Regions from separate parts of the Mus musculus genome. Here regions 2, 3 and 4 are each linked to region 1. Evidence: chromatin contacts called from public HiChIP or PLAC-seq and promoter capture Hi-C data. All regions are on one chromosome and are shown on one strand. The core of a region is the stretch at or near the end of the contact, and the rest is flanking DNA. Distances in the headings are between cores, read along the strand shown. Region 1 holds the start of Il10ra (interleukin 10 receptor, alpha). Region 2 holds the start of Fxyd6 (FXYD domain-containing ion transport regulator 6). Region 3 overlaps Fxyd6 (FXYD domain-containing ion transport regulator 6). Region 4 overlaps Tmprss4 (transmembrane protease, serine 4).

The links. HiChIP or PLAC-seq counts read pairs in DNA pulled down with a chosen protein or histone mark. Capture Hi-C pulls out chosen DNA fragments and counts their contacts.
Region 2: a contact with region 1 is called in a promoter capture Hi-C map of adipose tissue. The contact joins the promoter of Fxyd6 here to the promoter of Il10ra in region 1. A contact is called at or near these places in 1 of 39 promoter capture datasets (the 3T3-L1 cell line), 1 of 115 datasets of contacts at active chromatin or transcription factors (microglia) and 2 of 9 other capture datasets (adipose tissue and liver).
Region 3: a contact with region 1 is called in an H3K4me3 HiChIP or PLAC-seq map of bone marrow-derived macrophages, with 5 times the contacts expected there. The contact joins the enhancer-like site here to the promoter of Il10ra in region 1. A contact is called at or near these places in 5 of 39 promoter capture datasets (the 3T3-L1 cell line, the C10 cell line, liver and 1 more), 2 of 15 datasets of contacts at CTCF or cohesin (CD8 T cells and large pre-B cells), 2 of 484 Hi-C or Micro-C datasets (both in bone marrow-derived macrophages), 11 of 115 datasets of contacts at active chromatin or transcription factors (CD8 T cells, bone marrow-derived dendritic cells, bone marrow-derived macrophages and 5 more) and 3 of 9 other capture datasets (adipose tissue, liver and macrophages).
Region 4: an H3K4me3 HiChIP or PLAC-seq map of the 230-238 cell line shows a contact between it and region 1, with 22 read pairs. The contact joins the enhancer-like site here to the promoter of Il10ra in region 1. A contact is called at or near these places in 4 of 39 promoter capture datasets (embryonic stem cells, neural stem cells and stem cell-derived epiblast-like cells), 1 of 115 datasets of contacts at active chromatin or transcription factors (the 230-238 cell line) and 2 of 9 other capture datasets (adipose tissue and embryonic stem cells).

The regions. Positions count from the first base shown.
Region 1 is chr9:45,265,529-45,270,643 of GRCm38.p6, forward strand. It overlaps Il10ra (interleukin 10 receptor, alpha), which reads right to left and starts at 3,621. Exons shown (of 7, transcript NM_008348.3): 1 at 3,478-3,621; 2 at 1,572-1,692; 3 at 927-1,114; 4 at 1-127. The coding sequence starts at 3,544. Mir7086 (microRNA 7086) reads right to left here and starts at 1,179; the gene lies at 1,115-1,179.
Region 2 is chr9:45,366,102-45,371,583 of GRCm38.p6, forward strand. Fxyd6 (FXYD domain-containing ion transport regulator 6) reads left to right here and starts at 4,084. Exons shown (of 8, transcript NM_022004.6): 1 at 4,084-4,387.
Region 3 is chr9:45,386,723-45,392,310 of GRCm38.p6, forward strand. Fxyd6 (FXYD domain-containing ion transport regulator 6) reads left to right here. Exons shown (of 8, transcript NM_022004.6): 2 at 3,266-3,325; 3 at 3,912-3,950; 4 at 4,055-4,129; 5 at 4,839-4,875; 6 at 5,493-5,542. The coding sequence starts at 3,271. Among named protein-coding and RNA genes, the nearest start is that of Fxyd2, 17 kb to the right of the region's middle. Within about 2 kb of position 2,084, at least 23 of the 459 cell types and tissues checked have an H3K27ac peak or open chromatin away from gene starts, as enhancers often do. A contact at or near this core is called in CD8 T cells and bone marrow-derived macrophages, where this site is marked.
Region 4 is chr9:45,188,336-45,193,456 of GRCm38.p6, forward strand. It overlaps Tmprss4 (transmembrane protease, serine 4), which reads right to left. Exons shown (of 13, transcript NM_145403.3): 2 at 1,794-1,827. Among named protein-coding and RNA genes, the nearest start is that of BC049352, 4.9 kb to the right of the region's middle. Within about 2 kb of position 1,531, at least 51 of the 459 cell types and tissues checked have an H3K27ac peak or open chromatin away from gene starts, as enhancers often do. A contact at or near this core is called in the 230-238 cell line and adipose tissue, where this site is marked.

The DNA.
Region 1 (5,115 bases), core at 2,371-4,870:
CGGAGATCCTTGAAGACTTGTTCGTACTCATCCCCTGCAGGGGTTATCGTGGGCCTGGGGGGATGGATTGTCCCATAGATGATGCCGTCCATTGCTTTCAGAGTCACGCTATCCACTGTCAGAATCACTAAGTGAGAGACAGGTGAAGACATGAGGGCAAAGGCTAGGGAGAGCATCCAGAGCCTCACTCTAGGATCAAACCTTTCCAACTCTAAAACCTAGACCTCAGGTTTACAGCTCTACCCCGCATGAGAACATCTTAGAGAATGTGTCTTATGGGTCTCTAGCACCCAGGGAATTGAATAGCTCAGCCTGGGTCCTTGAAATACAACTTTTAAAGCTACTCCCTTGCATATGCTTTCTGCAGGCAGCTGAGCCCGAGCATATAAGCTGGCCTTGGGGAAACAGCGACCTCCCAGATGTCACTTCTAGCTCTGAGTCCTACAGGGTGAGACCATCTTGTAGCCAGACCCTGTGCAGATCCAGTGTGGATTGAAGGGTTCCACTGTGGCTAGCTAACTGCCCTGGGACTCCCCAGAAATTGTCTTGGATTTTTTTTTTTCATCAGTACATCTTCCAGCCTCAAAGGTACAAGCTGGGAGATTCTCTCTACGCGGGGCCAGGCCTCATCTGAACTGTGTCCCTGAGTGCTCAAAATCCAGTGCCTCATCCTAAACTCGACAAGTTCATACATGTGGCTTTCATGACACAGACACCCCACCCATCCCAAGACCTCTCGTATGGAGGATAAACAATGTCACTTCCCTTTAAAAATCTCAGACAGATCTGTTAAGGCAGTCAGTTTGCTGGCCAGGAAGTCTGGTGACTTTAAAGTGGTGAGAACAGACAGAACAAGCCCTAGGCTGGAGTTCCTGGCTGGAACTGTCCCGGAAGGCCATGTTCTAAGCCCAGTAGAGGCAAAGCACCTTCATCCACTGTGAAGCGAGTCTCAGTGGTGGTCCAGTTGGAGTACTGACTGTTGTCCACTGCCCGGACTCTGGCCCGGTAGCCATAGCTTCGGTGATACAGATCCAGGGTGAACGTTGTGAGATCACAGGACAATGCCTGAGCCTTTCTACAGATATGGATGTCATTCCAGGTTGAGTTTCCGTACCTGAGGAGATATCAGAACGGACACTGAGGGAACAGCTTGTGCCCAAACCTTTCTCCTCTTAAGAGGGGAGGGAAAGGCCAGGCAGAACGTTTCCTTAATGACAAAGGGAACAGTCCTCAGGCCCTTGGCCAAGGTCTCTGTTGACATCCATGTTCTAGAAAGCCCCTGGGTGGGAATTTAAGTAGCTCATTCCCCCCTAAGACTGTATGAGCCCACTCTGCAATCCCCTGTTTCCTTTCTTGTAGTTAGGTTTATGAATGCTTTTCCAGAATACCAGGAAGCCCTCCAAGCCAACAGCTGCTCACCTTAGGGGTCCCAGCACATTGCTCAACTCATATGACACTCAAGCAAGTATGTGTCAGAGTCCCTTTTAGTCTCATTTCAATAGTAAGGTAGCCACCTAGTCGTCCCCCCCCCCTCCCGCCTCCATTTGGTCCCCCTGTGCCTCTTTCCTTACTGTTTGAGGGCCACTTCATAGTAGGTGCTCTCAGACTGGTTTGGGATAGGTTTCCAGTGGAGGATGTGCTGGAAAAATCTGGCTTCAAACCACACATAGGAAGGGCTTGGCAGTTCTGTCCCTAGGGGAAAGAATTCTAACACTAGAGAAAGCAGAGGTACCCGGGGGACTAGGAAGAGGGTGGTGAAAGCCGCAAGAGTACTTTGGGAGGGAGGGGCTGGGTGCTTTACATATATATGTTCGGTTTAGTGATCACAGCAGCTCTGGGCTCTAGACACATGCCGAACTTAGTGAAGAAGAAATAGAATCCCAGAGAATCAGATAGTTGGCCCAAGGCCAGTGGAGCCAGTAAGGGGCATGGTGGTGGTCTATATCCAGAATGTGTCTGAATCCAAAGCTAGAGTCTTGTCTTTCTATGCTTGTGTGATGTGGGATGAGAAGCCTCACAAGGGACTGACAAAGGCAAGTTGGGTCTGTTACATTCCAGGATAATGGCCAGGAGTGGCTCTCAGATGAGCCGGTCCCTGGCTCTCTGGCCAAAGCCTGTTCCTGTTCTAGCGACATTCCAGGACTGAGTTCTCATCCAAGCCATGACCCTTGACCTTATCTGGATCCGTAGGCACCCTGCTTGTCTACACAGACATCTTGTGGTCCAGGCACAGGGTATCCCCACAGTCCCTAGTTTCTAGGAAAGCTGTAGCTCAGACATGGACATCAGTATAATCAGATGCCTAGGCGAGCCTCAAATGGAGACAATGAACGTCAGCGGTCCAGCCTCCTGGCCTCCTCGAAAACTCAGCTGTGAAGTACCTGTAGTCTCCCACTCTATTAGTTCTAAAGAGCTGACACAGGAGCCTGGAGCTAGCAGCTTGCCAGTATGACCAGGAGCAGAGGAGTGACCCCCTTGAGATCCTCTGCCCTTTTTGTAACAATACAATAAGCATTCCTATTGAATTCTCCTGATGAGTTCTGCGGGCTTAAGTGTGTTGCAAGGACAATAGCCCTTGTTCCTCTCCAGCCTTCTTGACCCTTTAAGATGTCTCCTCTTGAAGGCAGCTCTGCAACACTTTCCTTCTCCAAACTGCCAGCTCTCTGAGAGTCACAGTTCTCAGTTCTCTTTCAGTGACCCTGTCATTCTCAGAAAACATACTTGTCCCAGCCCTTCCCCCCCCCCACCCCTTTCTTTGAATCTCAAGGTTGTGTTTCAGTTGCAAAACTCTGAGAGGGGGAGTGAAAACCTCAGCCCGTGTTTGTGATGTTCAGCGGGGCACATCCCCAGTGCCTCTGTAGATAACATGACTGACTGTGCTCTTTTTACTTTGAACTCCTGTAAAAGTGTGTTTTGGGGTCCCCGGTCTTCGTACTTCTGTGCCACTTGGTCCCTCCAACTCTCCACTTTTTCATTCTCTCCTGGGCTACAGGAACCTAGCCTGAGCTGAGGAGTGGGTAAAGTGTGTGTGTGTGAGGGGGGTGGGCAGCAGGCAGCGGAGATGAATTGTGGGCTAAAGACTAACAGGGTGGTCGGGAAGGGTGGGCAGAAAGAAGGGATGGGGTGAGATGGTAGGGTTCAGGGAGAGGAGCCTAACTAAGAAGGGGCACGATCAGACCCACGGAAGAACCAGAACAGCCGAAAAGTGAGGGCTAAGTTATGGATTGTCCGGAGGTGGTAGGATAATGATTTGAGGAACAAGGGTACGTACAGGACGGAAACTATAGGCTTTACCCATCCATCGCTGGCCACTCCCAAACAGCCACAGTTAATCTTAGCCTCCTCCACTTAAACAGCAGGTGAGCCGGAGACCGTTTTGCCAGCATGAAGGAGCTGGGGCGGGACCCCAGCCCATCCAAGCAGATTCTCCCGCGAATGTGAACTTTAAAGCAACAGAGCGAGCGCTGGGGAGCCTACCGTATGCAATGAATTCTAGGCTCAGGCTGGAGATCGTGACGAGGAATGGGAGCAAACGCGACAACATCCTGGGCGCACAGCGGCATCGTCCACTGGAGCCGGCCTTTACGCCTCCGGCCGGCGGCGTCCTGAGAACTGAAGACTGCCGCTGGATCCACAGGGCCAGCTTGACATCAACCTGAAGGCGGAGCCTCGTTGCTCCGCCCTCAGCCCACGGAGCTTGGGAACCTCCGCAGGAACCTCAGCAGGCAGCGAAGTCTAGCTAGTTCTGGGGCATTTGTCTCAAGGTGAAAGAGCAGCTGAGGCTTTCTGTGGCTGGGCTCTTAACTCTCACACCGACTGGACAGCCTGTCTCCCCTCTCCCTCCCCCTCCCCTTCCCCTTGCCCCCTTCCCCTCTCTGTTGTAGCAATTGGAATTACTGACTGGGCCAGGAGCAAAGCACAAGCGTGCAGGTACATGTGTGAAAGTCCTGGGACCTCTATGCAGGGCCCTCTGCTAAGCCAACAGTGAGGGAACGTCCCTACCTGACTCTTGGTGGGAGTCCATGACACCCCCAGGCCCTTTAGGTTGTTCTTGCCCTAAATCTGCAGGTTAGAAGTGTCAATAGGCGCCTTGAGGGACCTGGTATCACTCAGATGCCTCTTCAGTGACCAGGACATCTGTCTGCCCTCCAGTGTCACCAAAGATGTTAATTGTGTGAGAGACCAAGCTTTGTCCACCTGACTTATTGGCAGGTGGCGCTGATACTGTGAGTATGTCACTTACATGATTTTCAGGGATCTAATTGTGAGGTGTACAGCGCCCGTGGGGTCATCTGCCAGGTACATATTCATGCTATCCTGGAAGCCCTGTTTTTGTTCTGAGGAGGCACAGAAGCCAAGGAAGGGCTGGAGTCACTAGGATGCCCTTGCTCTCAAGAAGTCACTTTCTATTCCCCTCAGAGCCTACCTGTCACACGGAAGACACTACTGCCTTGAGAAGGCTTGGCCAGCCATCGGTCTGCAAATTGCATGATTCTCAGTGCCAATACCAATCCTGCCTCCCATCAAATTAGAAACTGACTGAAAACAGTATGAGGTATTTGTTAAATTTTTCTTTTTCTTCCTGGAAATTGGATTGGATGGTTCTCCGGTGTGAAGTTCGTAGATGACAAAGTACTGTTACTATGTCAAAGATTTGGGCAACCTCTGAACCTGGAGAAGGACCCTCCAACTTGGGGGTGTCAGACACGAGCACTGCCGTCGTGACCTGAGAGCTAGTGATGCACACCACCCCCTTGGCTTGTGGAGACACAAGCTTTGTCTAAACACCGTGGGAGTGGATAGTGCTATGTCCAGTGGCCTAGACAGAGGATGCCAAGTGGAGTGGGATCATGTTCTGTGCCGAGGGAACTCACTGGGAAAGGTGCTTGTCTGTGAGGACTGGGCTGCCCTAGCTATTCAGCTAGTTGGAAGTAATATCTGTGAACCATAGCATCGAGCACACACACACACACACACACACGCACACACACACAATCAGTGAGAACCACACTCAGGGATACCCTCGTCACTGTGAATACCCTCATGTCAGCCATGTTGGAAAACTTCAGACTTCTTAATGTGGGAGGACTTTGTTTTAATTGCTGTTCTGCACTG
Region 2 (5,482 bases), core at 2,834-5,333, 100 kb after region 1:
CCTGACTGTGGATGTGCTCAGGAAGCCCCAGAGGCTCCTGCTGCCATGCCTGTCCCCTCAGTGTGTGAGCCAAAACAAACATGTCTGTCCTGACATCTGTCAGGCATTTTGTTACAACAATGAGAAAAGCGACCATTGCCTTTATCAAACAAAAGTCAATGGAGGTGGGAAGACCGAGGCAGAGCCCGCAGAACCAGACTGGTGCCATGAAGGTCTGGCCTAGCACAGGAGCAATGGCTGCAAGAGAGTACACAGCTGAGAGAGGAATTGAGGAGAGGGGAGAGGGGAGCGGGGAGAGGGGAGAGGGGAGAGGGGAGCGGGGAGAGGGGAGAGGGGAGAGGGGAGCATGAATTTCTCTGGATGAGGAAGTGAGTTGAGGGTGGTGCTGTTGAAATGGAGAAAGATGTAGGGTATTTGGAGAGATGGTGCTATGGCTTGTAGCTTGCACATGGAATGTCTCACAAAGACTCAAGTGATAAAGGCTTACTCTCCAGCCCATGGCAGAGGTGGGAGGATCTTTAAGAGATGCAGCCTAGTGGGAGCCTTAAGTTTACTGAGTGCTCTTGAAAGAGCTAGTGAGAACCCAGGTGCTTCCCTAAACCCCACACCAGTCCTCTTCCTCCTCTTCCTCCTTCTCTTCCTCCTTTTCCTTTACCTCAGATACCAGGAGCTGAGGGGCCCTCCTCTGCCATCCACGCCCTGTTCCTCACATGATGTCTGCCTCAGCACAGGATCAGATCAACAAGGCTGATGCACCGCCAACTGAACCCTCCACAGCTGTGAGCCAAATAGTGCTTTTCTCTTTAGAAGGTGACGTAACTTCTGTATGTGTTATTAAGTGATGGCATAGTGACCCACACAGTAGGGATGTTGGATCCCTGGGTTCCTTGTCAGGAGCAGAGGAACAAGTCTAAGCCAGCGCCCCAAAACACGGCTGTTGACTGGATTATTTGGAAATTACAGGAAAAGAAGGGCCTGGCACAGTTTCCTGAGGGAGAAGCCTAGAGTAATGTGGGGAAGGTTAGGGAGGAATCCAAGGAGTGGTTTGGAATGAACATGGAATCTGGGAGCTGCCCTCTCCTGGGTGACAGCGCGCATAGGAAGGTGGTGAGCGGTTACACTGCAGTAGTTGGCGAGGGGAAGTTCGCCCTTTCTGTGGGTCTCTCTTGGAGAGGTATGGGTTAGGAGGGCCAGGGTAACTGAGAATTCTGGCAATCCCACACCCCTTTAATTGTCCATATGATCCCCACATGGGGATCTTCTCTGGAATGGCTACTTCTGGCATAGCTCATAGACCTAGTTACATGGCTTAGAGTGGGTGGATTTTCTAGCACGGAGCAGTCTGTGACCCACTCAACAGTGTATTGCTCCAATGAGCCTGGCACTGGGTCTTCCCATGGCTCTAGATGTGGGTACTCTCATGTGCTTCCCTCATCCTTAGTGAGTGTGTCTATGTGTTATCTGTGTGTGTGAGACTCCCTTCCCCCCCAAACACACCCATGCTGTTTAGAAACCAATCTGTTCTGGTGTGCTGTCCTGCCTCAGCTGCCCCTTTCCTCAGGCTTCCAGAGAAGCAATTGCGTAGCAAAGATCCAAGCTCTTTACCCAGCCTTCTAAACCCTGACTGTGAACTCTTTAGGAACCTTCTGAGCCAGCCTTTCCCAAATTCTTTTCATAGCAATTTTTGTATCCCCTCAGTGGCTTCCCATGGCCCTGGAGACAAAAGCTGAAATTGCCCAGGAACTGCCCGGCTGCCAAGCCTGGCATCTGTGTCCTTCCCTAGCCTGTCTCCTCTGCACTCTGCCACACCGGGAGCAATTCCCACACTCTGCAGTCCGCTTCAGGGCCTTTGCACGCACACATCGCTTCTGTTCCACTGTTGGCATCATTTCCCAAGCCTGCTTTGCACCTCAGTTGTTTCTTTCAGCGCATCTCCTTAGCACTCCCCGACTCTCCAGCTTGCTTTGCAAATGTTACATTCTCGGGGCTCTGAACCATTTGATCAAAATCCTTTTCACCCCTTATCTATAAAGGACAATGTTGTATCTAAAGAGCTTGACCTAGGGCTCAGGGAAGAGTCACGCCTCACATCCGTGTGTTGAAAGAATGGGGCAGCTGGTGACCTCTTTTAACCCGTGGACACATTTATCGCAGGAACCAGATGTGTTTCTTTACTCCCTAGAAGGGAGATGTGACTTTCCCAGGGCAAGGCTATGTGTTGCTTTGTAGCAGAAACCCCCAAATTCCACCTGGATAAACAAGAAAGGTTATTTGAGAGGCTGGCCCTGGCCAGTCCTCACAGACTGGATTCCACTCTCCTCCATAGCCAGGACTATCAGCAGCATCAGACACAGGCCCGGAAGTAGCTTGGCCATGTTCTCTGGCAGGAGACAGGCTGAACCAACAGGTGGTTGGGCTTAGAAGTTCTGACCCGTCAGCCTATCCTTTCCCAAACTGGCCTGTAAAGCCTGAGCTGGCAACCACTTACAAGGAGCGACTCCAACAGACAACTTAGAGGTGGGAAATGTCAGGACTCAAGGGCACTGGGAGGGAGGACCAATCTGCTTGCCCAGGACAGGGAACTAGTAAGCAGTGTGGTTTCATTTCTCCCACCCACAGCAAGTGGAAAGGGACAGGAGATTACAGTCCTCAGCTTACAGAGGAAAAGTTTGGGACAGAAGGTCAGGCCGCTGTCTGGAGCCACGTGGATTGGCAAGACTTGAGCCAGACTTTGATAAAAGGGTTTTAACTGTCACAGGAACCCTAGTGATTATGAAACTGGGCCAGGGTGGAGTCTTTTCAGCCCAAGGTCCTATGCTTAAGGGGTCAAACTATCCTCTACAGACTCCCCTTAAGCAAGGTAACCCAGTTTCTTCCTGGTAGCCATTGATGGCTTCTCTGCCAGTTCTAGGGCAACCTTGACTTCCCATCTGTTTTTTTGCCTTGGCCTTTGAGACTGGACCATTTGTTAAAGTGATTCAACCAAGCTGAAAGGCCACAGAATTATCAAGTTTGTTTGTTTGCTTCCTCTTCTTCCTCTTTCAACTCTTCTTCCTTTTCCTCTGAAAAGGGAAGATTTTCATGCCCTGAAACAAGATTTCTCTATGTATCCCTGGCTGTCCTAGAACTCTCTCTTTAGACCAGACTGGCCTCAAATCCAGAGATTCACCTGTCTCTGCCTCCCAAGTGTTGGGATTAAAAGAGTTGTTCTCCTCCTCCTCCTCCTCCTCCTCCTCCTCCTCTTCCTTCTTCTTCTTCACAAATGAGTAACTGTCCTGGTGCTGTGGTGCTGGAGAGGCAGGGCTGGGCTCTTGCTAGTAGAGCCCATTATTTCTGGGGTAGGGGTTGTCAGGAAAGCCTCGTGATAAGACCTAGAATTGGCTGATGCCAGCTGCTCTCCTCAATGCTTCAGCACAGGGTAGGCCAGCCTCCCTACAGCATCCCTTCAGTTGGCTAATTAGAACAGCCTTCCCCACTACAGAGCTTCCTGGATACCAACCTGCTGGGGGTGGTGGGGTGGGGTGGGGTGACCTCTGTCCATTCTTGCAAGCTCTTCTATCATTACTTAGAGTTAGTCAATGGAACCCTTGCTGGGAGTTAGTCTCACCTCCCTTTCCTAGATTAGGGAAAGGAACACTCCATATATGAGTGTTCATACTGATGCTACAGGTAGGATTGCAGAGCTAGGATGTAAATCTTTAAATTAATTTGTCACCTCGAATTTTGACTCTTAGTGACTAGGCTGGGGAGAGCTACTCTTAAAGCCTTCCGGAGTTAGGGATGGAGATGGGTGTCTTGAAAACGGGCTTCTGGGCAGCAAAACCCTGGTTCATGTGAGGGTCTTGTCCCCACAGCCCACCAGCTCTATTTGCAAACAACACTCCACCTAACTCTGGCTCCCATTCATGCTAATTGCGAACACAGCCAATGAACGCAGGTTGCAGGTGGCTGATGCTCCGTTGTTTCCTATTTTTCTGCCTTTCTCCCCTGATTTTCCTATTTCCGAAAAACACCAGCCCTGTCACGGTGTTGGTCTGGCTCATTTCCTACCCTCACCAAAGGGGGGGAGAATCAAAAAGCAACAGCTGCTGGCAAATCCGCTCCGGCGCTGGGCGCCTCCTCCGCGCGTCTCCTGTTGCTTCTTCAAGCCTCACTTCCCTTTGCGAAGAGCTCGCAGAGAGAAGGGCGCGGGCGACATCACAGGGGTCTGCAAGGGGACCCAGAAGCCAGTGGACGAGGGCGACCGGGGAGGCCAACCAGTCAGCCCCCTCTGGGAGGCGGGAAAGCTGCAAGCCGCGCCCACCGCCCTGCCCCCAGCGCGCCACTCCCGGCTGCTTGGACTCTGCTAGTCCTTCTGGGATCCGCTCGGAGGGGACCCAACGCCTAGGTGAGCAGCAAGGGAGGTGGGCAAAGTTGGCACCTTCTTCCGAGTGGAGGAGGCTTGGGTGGGGATCCGTCACTCTAGCGCCAGGTTCCTCCGAGTCTTGTTTGTTTCAGTGGGTGTGTGCCCAGGTCCCTGCCTGGGCGGCGGGAAATGGATTTGGAGATGTAAACAAGTAGATGAGCTTCCAAAAGCTAAGGATACCGGGATGGGGTTGCAGGCAATGGCGGTGGGCGATGCTGGTGGCTGGAAAATGCTTTTGAGGCTGCCCTGAGCTTGCATCAGGAGCTCCAGAAGGATAGAGGACCCTTTAGCAGGGGAGCTTCCCTTTGTTACTCGGAAGCGGGAGACCCTGCGGGGAATGGAGATGCGAGGACCCGGGAATGAAGGAATGTGAATGTGGACACATGGGCCACACAAAATGGAAATTTGCTGGCTTGGTGCTTGTGGGGTGTGGGCGTGGGCTCCGGGAGTGGCGAAGAGGCCCTGTAGACGGCGTTGGGGTTCGAGGATGAGGGGATTCATCTGACTGCATTGCCTTCTTTTGGTCTGTCCAGCTCGATTTTCTTTCCAGGGCTGCTAGTACCCTATCTCCATCGTTCCCAACCGGGGCTGGCCCTGGCGGAGCCTCCCCGCTTTATGTCTGCCCAGGGCTTTTCTGTAGAGTTGGTTGAGAGACTGGGTCTCTGGGCGTCTGCTCCTAGGAGCAGTCAGGTTGGAAATACCGGCCCACCCAAGCTGCCACCAACCTCCAGACCCAGAGGTTGTGATGCCTGGAGGCTTGGCTCCATCAATGTACCCTCTGTCTTTATTTCCTTTGTCTAACCTGTCTTCCCGCGCTACTGGAATTGGGATTTCTACCTTTGTAGTGGGACCAGTGGGCATCTCAGCCCTCTCAAGGACCCTTGGCACTAGTGTTCTGACTGCCCTCATATTGTAGATGTATGAATGTGTGTATCTGTTTTCCAACTTGGCCTTTTGCACGTGACCTGTCTCATGGTTGCCATGGAAACCCCTCCAGTTCAACCTCCCTCAGATTTCTGCCCATTCCTCACCTCCAATTGCCTCCCCTCCCCCCAATATGGTTGCTTAGATACTGGT
Region 3 (5,588 bases), core at 834-3,333, 120 kb after region 1:
GGCTCACAACCATCTGTAATGAGATCTGACGCCCTCTTCTGGTGTGTCTGAAGACAGCTACAGTGTACTTAGATATAATCATAAATAAATCTTGAAAAAAAAAAAAAGAAAGTTAAGGAGAGTATCATAGAGACAAATTAGCCGATACACCCAAAGAGGAAGCTGGGAGATAACCACACAGCCAAGCAGAAACCAGACTTGTGGTGGCGACGTGGAACACCACGAGAAGTGGCTGGCAGTTCCAAGTGGTTCTGGGACATCTGGTTATCAGAATGGGAGAAAAATAAGATTCAGACCCCTACCTCACACCTCAGTTCCAAGTGGAATACAAGTTTTGAGTGTAGCTGGGCTCAATGGTGCATGTCTGTGGTTCTGGGCACTCCTCCAGTTGCTGACTTAGGGTCTCTTAGATCCAGACACCTAATACCACAAACAAAACACAAAGCACAAACAAACCTTTAATGTGGCCTACCTGTGTGAAGAAATGTCTTTAAAAAGACACATAGGATCATCATATTAGAACTGAGAAGTTCTGTGCCCTGTAAGACAATTTTTAAAAGTAAAGACAGAGCCAGCAAGACAGCTCAGGAGCTCCAGGGTCTACCACCAGGCCTGACCCTGGGGTTTGCTCCCATGATGCCTGTGATAGGCGAGAACTCCCACCCCCCCCCCAAGATGTCATCTGACCTCTACACACCTGCTGGGGCGCATGCGCGCGCGCGCGCGCGCGCGCACACACACACACACACACACACACACACAGAGTGAGTAAATGAAATGTGAAAAAAAAGTTCTTAAGTAAAAAGACAAATCACAGGCTAAGAGGAGATATTATATTGGAATATTATATTGGAATACTCAATAACTGAGGTTTAATGTCAAGATTGGAAAAAAATGATTTGAAACAGGAAAAAGATAAGAACATCCTATCACCTGTGAAGAAACAGAAATGTCAAACACCCAATTACTAAGTGACCAGATTAATGCTACATTTTATGCCTCGAAATTGACAAAAATTGGGACATCTATTAATGCCAAACTGATCTGGATGGGGAGTGGCAGATCAATCACATCGCGCTGGCCGGATGATAGGAGGGGAATGACCGGGTGAAGAGTGATTAACTGTGCAGCACTGACGGTTTGTCACCCAAGCCGTGGTCTCAGAGCCATGCTCACTCGTGGCCGCCATTTCCAGGCTGCAGGGTGAGACCGGCCAAGGGGCCAAGCCGTATTCCCTTTAAAAGGAAACTAAGCAGGAGAGTACTTCGTGCACCATAAGTGTCGTTTGGTCGTTATGTTTTCTGGTGTCCAGGAATGAGTGGTCCCCCCCTTCCCCGCATCTGCAATATAAACAGGTTCCTCTTGAGACTGGGTGTGAGTGTTTATAACCCTATCACGTAAAGTTAGCAATGCCACGTTAAAGACACCAGATGTCCATCAACAAGAGAATGGATCAGTACACAATAGTTTGCCTTCACAATGAAATGCCAGGTGTTAAACATGAATTAACTGCAGAGCTGTGCATAGATAAATCTTCAGTACAAAGTTGATTAAGGCAAGTCCAGGGGCCTGTACATATTATAATTCTTTAAAGCTATATTAGGGGTTGGGGAGAAGGCTCAGTCAGTAAGGCATTTACCTCAAGTGTGAGGGCCTGAGTTTGATCCCCAGAACTTATGTGGAGTGGCACCTAACAGCGGTCTCAGCATTGAGAAGATGGAGAGTTTGAAGGATGGCTGGAATTTGCCAGCTAGCCAGCCAGCTAGCCCGCCGGCCTCCTTGAATCAGAATCTGTCAGCTCCAGGCTCTGTCTCAAAAGATAAAGTACGGAGTGTGTGAGGAAGACATCTGACGTGGACCTTGTGGCTCCACATGCAAGAGCATGCGCCCGCTCAGACACCCAAACACTTACATATGCACAGAATCACTCTGAGCAATGTTATTGGATATCTGGGTCAAGCATAGTTTTTAAGAAGAGCAAGGTGCATGTTCACACAGCAGGCGATGATTTGACACCTACAGGACTCTGGCTGGAAATGGTCATGGATGAAGCTCTGCTGCCCCCTGGTGTCTGATTGGTAGATGGCAGCAGGGTCACTTGTTAGACTGAGCGTGGGACCGGCCATTCTAGACAGGTTCAAGCTGTGGCCCGTCTTACCCTGCATGGAAAAGATTAAGCAGCTTTGGGCGCTCCTGATTTGCATTCTTCTCACTTCTCACTCTGTATTAGTCTTCTGAGTCTGAGAGTGACAAGTGTAACCCCACTGATACATGTCCCTGGTGTGTCCCATCAGAGTCCCCCACTTCATCACCAGAAATTGATGAGATCCACGTAGAGGGGTCAGTGACTTCCGTGGGAGGAGAGACTGGGGTTGATGCTTAGAAACCCCTATCCAGACTACCTTAACACAATTATCACCTTTAGGAGATGGGGCCTCTAGGGAAAGCTGAGAAAACAGGAAACAACAGGAAGGACACCTAAGATCACATATGGGCATCAGGGTTTGTGATAGCGTTTGGGGAACAGAAAGAGTCTTCCACCCATCACCTGATAGAAAAACACTTCCTAGGGTCTGGAGAGATGGCTCAGTGCTTAGAATGCTTACTGCTCTTCCAGAGGACTCAAATTTGGTTCCCAGCACCCATATCAGACAGCTCTTAACCACCTGTAACTCCAGCTCCTGGAGATGCCGTGAGCTGGTCTTCCTAGCCTCCAAGGACACCTGCACACATGCACACATAGACACACACTCACACATACAATATAAACATATCTTAAAAACACTTTCTGGCGGGCTGTTGACTGTGGGAGCTGGGCCCAGGGCCCCACATCTTAATGAGGCAGAAGTTGGCCCGGAAGGAGGACACTGGTGAGACATCTCCAAAGCCCTTGGGAAGGCAAGGCTTCAGCCCAGAAGCCCCACGCTAATGAGTCCCTGAGCCGTCATCTGACCTGGGCCCTACCGCTCCCCCTATGAAGGGCGATAATTATCAGCAAGTTTCTGGTTCCAGGCCTGCAGTGTGGACCTAGCACAGTGCCTGTTAAGTGTCCTGACTCATCTGGGTTAATAGTATTGGCCACACAGAGCTCTCTGAGAGTCTGATGAGAGCCTGATAAGGTGGCATTGGTCCCGGAGATTTGAAGTGGCCTCAGGTCACACAAGCTCCCCATACAGCTCAGGCTAGGACGAGGCCCTGTCAGGGTGACGGCTTACCGAGGAAGGTCTTCTGTCCCTGGAGTAATGTCTTGCTTCTTTACCCCCAGACACCATGGAGACGGTGCTGGTCCTCTGCAGCTTGCTGGCCCCTGTGGTCCTGGCGAGTGGTAAGAATCCTTTAGGGCCTTGCTGTGCCAAACTGGCAGACATAGCCCTTTCCAGCAGAAGATTCTGGCCCATTCAGACATTAGGGTTGAGATCTTAGGCCACTTTACATCTGGTCACGGGCTCTTACTGTCAGCAGAGGAAAACAGATCCTAGTTCAGGGCCCCCCTGCACGCCCTTCTCCCACTGTTTCCCACAAGGGTTCAGCAATCCTTCTGTTAATCTCTCCAGGTACCTTGGGCTCCTGTGGAATTGTAGCCTAGACTGTAATTAATCCATCCTGACTTTATATGCAGGTCACGAGCCTCCCCCACCCCTTGGTCTCAGTTTCCCCCTTTGTCACTAGATGATAATAGACCTGGTCTTTTGGAGGAAATGAAAGACATAATGTGAGCCCGGGACCCCAAAGACTCTAATTCAGGCGAGGACCCCCAAGCCCAGCTAGCCCATCTTCCATGATCTCCAGTATCTCTGCCCAGTGAACCCCCTTCACAAGGACTCTTTGGTGGGGACTAGAGGTTATGGGGCAGGTGAGAAGTCACAGGAAGTATGGCTGTCTTCCTCTTGACCATGTCACATCTTTCCCAGCAGCTGAGAAGGAGAAAGAAAAGGATCCTTTCTATTACGGTGAGTGAGCTCAGCAGCCCTGGGGGGTGGTCCCATCCAGGAGGGGCCGGCGTGACCTCCTGGCCCCGCCTCTCTCCCACCTCTCACTTCTCCTCCCTTTGCAGACTACCAGACCCTGAGGATTGGGGGGTTGGTGTTTGCTGTGGTCCTCTTCTCCGTTGGGATACTTCTCATCCTCAGTAAGTGTGTCCTTTCTCTCTACGGCTGCTAGACAGATGGGGACAGTATACAAGCCTAGCCATTTTGTCTGTGGGACAGGAGAAGGCACAGTCTTGCCTCTCCACAGTATCTCCAGGATCAATACAGGGCTGGCCATGTAGTACGTGCTCAGGAAAACAAGGAAGGCATGGCCAGAGAATGTAAGTGAGAACAGACATAGCCAAGAACCACAGACTGCATCCATAGGGCAGGGGGCTGGCCATCCCAGGAGTCAGATGCTGTTCTCGCCGTGCTCCTAGAGATGTGTCCCTGTGCATTTCCCCTACACGAGCTGTGGCGTTGTGTTTTTTTTTTTTGTTTGTTTTTTTTTTGTTTGTGGTATGAAAGGGCAAAGTTCATCATAGTGGGAAGGCAGTGAACTAGCTTGGTCTGTGATAGCAGACACATGTGGCTTGTTTACATTGAGACAGACCAGGAAGCAGAAAGCTCAGGATATAACCAAAAGTGGCTACCACCTCCAAGACCTGCCCCAACAAATCACTTTGGTTAGCTCGGCCCCACCTCCCAAAGATTCCCCCTCCCACAAACAGCACCCAGTGAGGATCAAATATCCAGACCCAACTGTGGGGGGGGGCAGGGGGCGGCGGTAGGTCTTTTGTGTTCAGGCCTGGAGCCTGGCCTTGAGCTGAGGCTGGAGTCGTGACCTTGGATGGTTTCTTTGTGTTTCAGGTCGCAGGTGCAAGTGCAGTTTCAATCAGAAGCCCAGGTAAGGGTGCTGAGGCTATCGGACAGGGAGAGGTCTGTGGAGTGAACCCCGTGGGTGTTCTTTTGTCTCAGAAAGAGAATGTGGGGAGCTGGGGTATGAATCTGGGGGGTTTCCAAGTGGCTTTAAAACAAAGCAGAGGTCATAATATGGAGGGGCAGCCTCAGATGTAAATTCCTGGGTAGGAGTGTTCTGGAACCTTGTTTAGAGGCCCTGGAGACAGGGAGGCTGGCTAGGAGAGAGGTAGCAGCCGATGGCCGCTCTGTGGTGCAGGGCAGAGACATTGGGCCTGCTTCTTATCTTTTCCTGAGGCTCTGGGCATTGTGTAGACACTTGGCCTCCTTTCTACACCGTATAAGTTATACCCCATTCATTAAAACAGCCATGGTGGCCATGGACCTCAGAAGCCAAAGTTGGGTGGCAGGCACACCCAAACCCCACCTCGGGGCAGACACTGAAGGGCCCATAAGTTCTCCAGTCACCCTACACATCCCATGGTAGAGTGTTTGAATGCTTCAGTGGGGTTGGAAGGAATAGGTTCCTGGGCTATCCACAGAGAATGGGGGATACTCTGTGGTTTGCCCTGGACATTGGTGACAGTGTGTCTCTGCTTGTCACAGGGCTCCAGGTGACGAAGAGGCCCAGGTGGAGAACCTCATCACTACAAACGGTAACCGCTGTGAAAGGCTGTGGGGCGGGGGGGGGGGGTGTCTTCC
Region 4 (5,121 bases), core at 281-2,780, 79 kb before region 1:
GGAAACGATCCATCCTTGGCTCTGTTCTTTTAGGCGCATCCTGTCAGCCCTTCTCCAAGCTCACTTTATTCGGTCTCAGACAGTGCCAGTCATGTGTCTGGCTCTACCCACAGTCCTCTGCTCAGCTGAAACTCAGACTGATGTCTGCCAGAGGCCAGTGCCCCATACATGATGGTATCAATGGCCTGATAAGAAAGCTCAAACTCTGTGCCTCCCTGATGGAGAGTTTTAACTGTACAGAGGCCCAGTACTAAGGATGTGAAAAAAGACATGGTATGGCCTGTAAGTTGTTAGGACCTGCCACAAAGTAATTTTATCAATAATACTAGCTGGTCCTGTTTTTTTTAAAAGTCCTTACATCAAGTCTTCATAATTACCCTGTTCCCATGGCCACGGACACATCAATATTTTGTTCAGTCATCCATGCATGATATGTTTACTGGTCACCTGCTTCTGGGGACATGAGGTTGACTTGTTTTCACCGTTATCGAACAATCTATTGGATTGTGTCCAAGCCCAAAGGTGTGTCCTGGCTCTTCCTTCTCTGGAAGGGATATTCCTCAGGAAGGAACTTAACTAAAGTTTAGAAATATCCTCCATGCCTGTGGTTGTTCCTTCTGTCTGTTTGTCCTGCCATTGCTTTTAGATAGAGCTTCCAGGAAAGTGGTATTTCCCCTGTCCCTTCCCTCTTGAGTGACAACAGGGACTCTGGTCACATTTACTTCTGGACTTTAGTACTCTGAACCTTTTACGCTGTGTAATTGACTTCATTTACTAACCCAAATGGATCTCACGGCTAATTCAGCGTACACACACACACACACACACACCACACACACACACACACACACACACACACACACACACACACAGAGTTACATCCACAGGCTGGTTTTCTGGTGCCAAATGACCTGAGTGTTATTCCTGACTTCTGGGACTCAGGAGCTCAGATCTCACCCCATCGCCACCCCCATCCATGGCTGGCTGACTCATCTAGCCTGGTTTATACAGTGTTCCCCATCACCTGAGCAGCTGCACGGTCTCTCCTTTCAGCTTCCTTTCCACCAGGTGTTCTGGTTTGGCAGTTGTTGGGTTTGTTCATTGGGTGAGGCACAGGAAGAGCCATGGGAAGCCTGGTGCTCTTTGGGGACTCTGTGGTCTACTGTTACATTAACTCCAGAGCACAAAGGAGGTACTGTTTCTACTCGCCGAGTTATTGTTTCTGGTTATTATTAACTTGTGATTCAAATAAAACGTTAATATGAGTGGGATTGCTCATTGTCTTATGGATATGTTCCCTGTTCATTCGTCTTGCCGATATGAAGGCTCTCAGAAGTAAGCATTCAAGAAAATATAATAGGAGGGGTAAAACCCTTAAAGCTGGGAGCTTTTTACTGATTCACTTATCTGTCTCCTTTAGTCAGAGATCCACAGCTATTTTCTTTCCTAACAGTAAAACACCAGTGTCCCGAATTCTTGGTGGCATGAACTCCATGTGACCAGGGCCTACGCTGCTCTATTGCTCAACCCAACTCCATGCAGATCAGGGTCTGGCAGAATAGCCTGGGGAGTCACTGTTCTTGGCCATCAGGCTGCTGGTCATATTCCCCAGAGACCAAGCTTTTTTTTTTTTTTTTTTTTTTTTTTTTTTTTAAACAAATCCTGGAACGTATGAGTACTTAGTACTTCTTGTTGAAGAATGGATGGATGGTGGACTGAGGTCACACATAGCATTAGCACAATGGTGGCTCACTCAGTAGCTGAGATTCAAAGACTTGGGGATGTGAACTTACCACGGTTGTTGAGGGGTTGGCCACTGTCTGACTCCTGCAATGGAAGGGAACAGATTAAGTTGAGTGAGGGAACCTTTGAGATCTGGACCAGCAGGGCCCACTTCCTGGGTATATTCTTCCTGCTACGTATAAGCTACCAGATGAAATGAAAAATTCACCCATACCCCTATTTGACCTGCCTCAACTAGTTTGCCACTTGTAGAGACTCGTTAGGAGCCTCAGAAACGATTGGCTGCCCGACTGTTATCTGTATTGCTTCTTCCTTTGTCAATCATTTGCTTATTTTTACATATATTGTATTTTTTTGTAGAAACAAATAAAGGGGATGCTTAAATGTCCAATAATGTCAAAAGATGTTCACTGCCGTTATTCATTACATAAATGTAAACTCAGGCTTCAGTGAACTAACTCTCTCTCTCTCTCTCTTCCTCCATACATTAGAAAGGCTAAAGTTAAAACACTGACAATATTAAGTGTTGGTGAGAACACAGGACATGGAGCAACTGGGATGTCTATGCTTGCTAGTGGGATATAAACTATAGCAGTGCTTTGATTAAGTGATTTGATAGTAATCACAGGGCTGGTTTATAGATTGATGGCTCAGCAGATCTACTGTGGGATGTAATCACAAGAAATATATATATATATATATATATATATATATATATATATATATTCTTGAGTTTTCACAGTAGCATTGTTTGTAATAGCTAAACATTGGGAAACCCTTAATGGTTGAGTAGCAAAATAAATTGTGGATTATCTACACAATAGGATTTCAGCAGTAGATAGGAGCAAACTTCTTACAACTACACTTTTCTATCTAAAAATATTTTTATGTGTATAGGAATTTTGCTCACATGTATGTCTGTGTACCATTTCTGTGCCTGGTACCTGTGGAGGCCAGACGAGGGCATCAGCTCAGTGGTTAAGGACTCTTATCCACTGAGTTCCTCTCCAACCCCCTGATCCTCTATGATGTCAGCTTGACTGGACTTAGAAATGCCTGTGAAGGGCTGTGTAGATGTCTCTCTTGGTTAATTGCTTGAAGTTAATAAGCATGAAGGCTTGAGTTTAGATTAGTAGCACCCACATATAAGGCTGAGTGTAGTGGTACACCCCTAGAATCCTGGCTCTGAGGAGGTGGAGACAGGAGACTCCTCTGAGACTTGCTGCTATCTAGTCTAGAAAATCAGTGAGCCTCAGATTCAGTGAAAGACCCTGTCTCAAAAATAAGGTGGAGAGTAATCGAGGAAGACACCTACCGTCGACCTCTGCCTTCCACATACACATGATACAGACATGTACACACATATGCACATATGCACAAACATGTGCACACACATACACAGAAATGCCTAGGACATGGTGAATCACATTCTGGGTATGTCTGTGTTGACATCTCCAGAATTGACAAGATCATTGGTTTAATGGATTAATTGACTGATAGATTCATAAACACAATGGCATTATTGGGAAACGGTAAAAGTTTGGGAGTGTGGCCTCATGAAAGGAGTTAGATCCTAGAGGCAAGTTCCTAGAAAGTGTATCTTGCCCTGAACTTTCTGCCTCCTTGGTCATCACCAAACTGGCCGGAGAGGGTAACTTTCAGGACGAGGATGAGAGCAGCTCAGAGCACCTGGTCCTACGGACACCTAGTCAGGAGATAACGAGACGAACAGCAATTTACACACAACAGGCAAAGCCTTTCCATTTAACCTAGTCAGCTCCAGATTAAAAAGAACTGAAACCAAGTGTGTGGTAACCACAGTGGTTAGCATTCAATAATGGCTAAACTAAACAGATGAATGAGAAATATCCATACTGTGCCAGACCCTGATCCACTAAGAAGAAGATGTCAGAGGTTAATAAGCATTCATCCCAGCAGATAAAGAGAGGTCCCCCCCAGAAGACAACTGAGGGCCCTTGGAGGGCTTGGGGGTATATGTGTGACTACAAATAGATAAGCCAGAAAAAAACCCCAGAGGGCTTGAGGGGAGCTTTCAGGAGAAAGTGGGGATAAGAAGACAGTATCTGGATGAAGATGGGGCCAAGGGAAAGGGTGAGAACAGTTAGAGAGGTCACATCTGAGTTGTAACTTGAATGACAGAAAGGTACTGGCACTCAGGTGCAAGTGTGGGTGATGGAAGAAGCTGCAGAGAAGTGGGCATGGCTGGAGGGGAGGCAGAAGCATCAGAGAAGGAGATGAACCTGTGTTCGTTTGGAGCATTAACACAGTGAGTGGGCTTTGTCTGTGGACCCGTGCCCTTGGATGTTAAGCAGGTTAGGGTATCCACATAAGGCTAGAGGGGGTTGTGGATGCTGAGAGCATTTGTTGAGTGGATCCTTCCCATAGGTGCATTCTTTTTTATTGACTGTACCTGTGTGTACATGCTTCCATTAGTTGGAGCAGGTGGGATGAATTTTTGTTTTTGTTTTGTTTTTTACTAATTCACTAGGCATTGACTACCTATGATGGATGAAAGTTATTCTAGAAGCCAAGACACAGAAGGAACAACAACAGCAACAACAACAGCAACAACAACAACAACAACAGTGCAGTCTACACCTTTTTGCGCTTTGGCTGCTCATTTTGAGCTGAAGTGGCCTGATACTCCCGTCAGGCAATGTCTCCCACTGCTGGCTGCTCAGTCAAGCCTGTACTGTACAGAATATCGTCCTCGTTCACAAACAAAAGGCAGGAAACAGTGAGTCAAGTTAAAACACTGCTCCACAGTCACGGAACCATGACTGCGCCATTAATCCCCGCATCTAAACTCTTTCTATGGGTGAGATAGAGTGAATATTGAATAAATGGTGTTGAATCAGTACATTAACAAGCCTGTCTCAGTTTTAAGACTTGGTCTTGGGCCAGCTTTTAAGAATCTGCCTGTAAATACAGTCACACAATAAAATATTACACGGAAGTAAAAATAAAACTATAAGTTATCTCAAATGAAATGGAACATTAGCAATCGAGTAACAAGGGTAAAATGCCGACAGGTTACCCATAGCTCCGAATCCTTTTTGTGAAGAAGCAGGAGAATAATAGACATGGGACTGCGGATGGGCGGGGCTTACATCAGCCAAGTGGATAGTAAACAGGTGCAGCCAATTTTTGTTAAATTAATATGCAAAAGAGACTTGCCCTTCTACCTCAGCAGGGGCATGGGTGTGCATGTGAGAGACGACAAGGAATTTCATGAGTATAGAGGGTGCTCTAAGCCCCAGTTTCTGTGTAGATTTATGGGAGCTTACTGTAATCTTAACCTAGCTAGTTAATGAGTTACTAATAAATCCTGTGTGGATCAATAGTGAAATATTATTA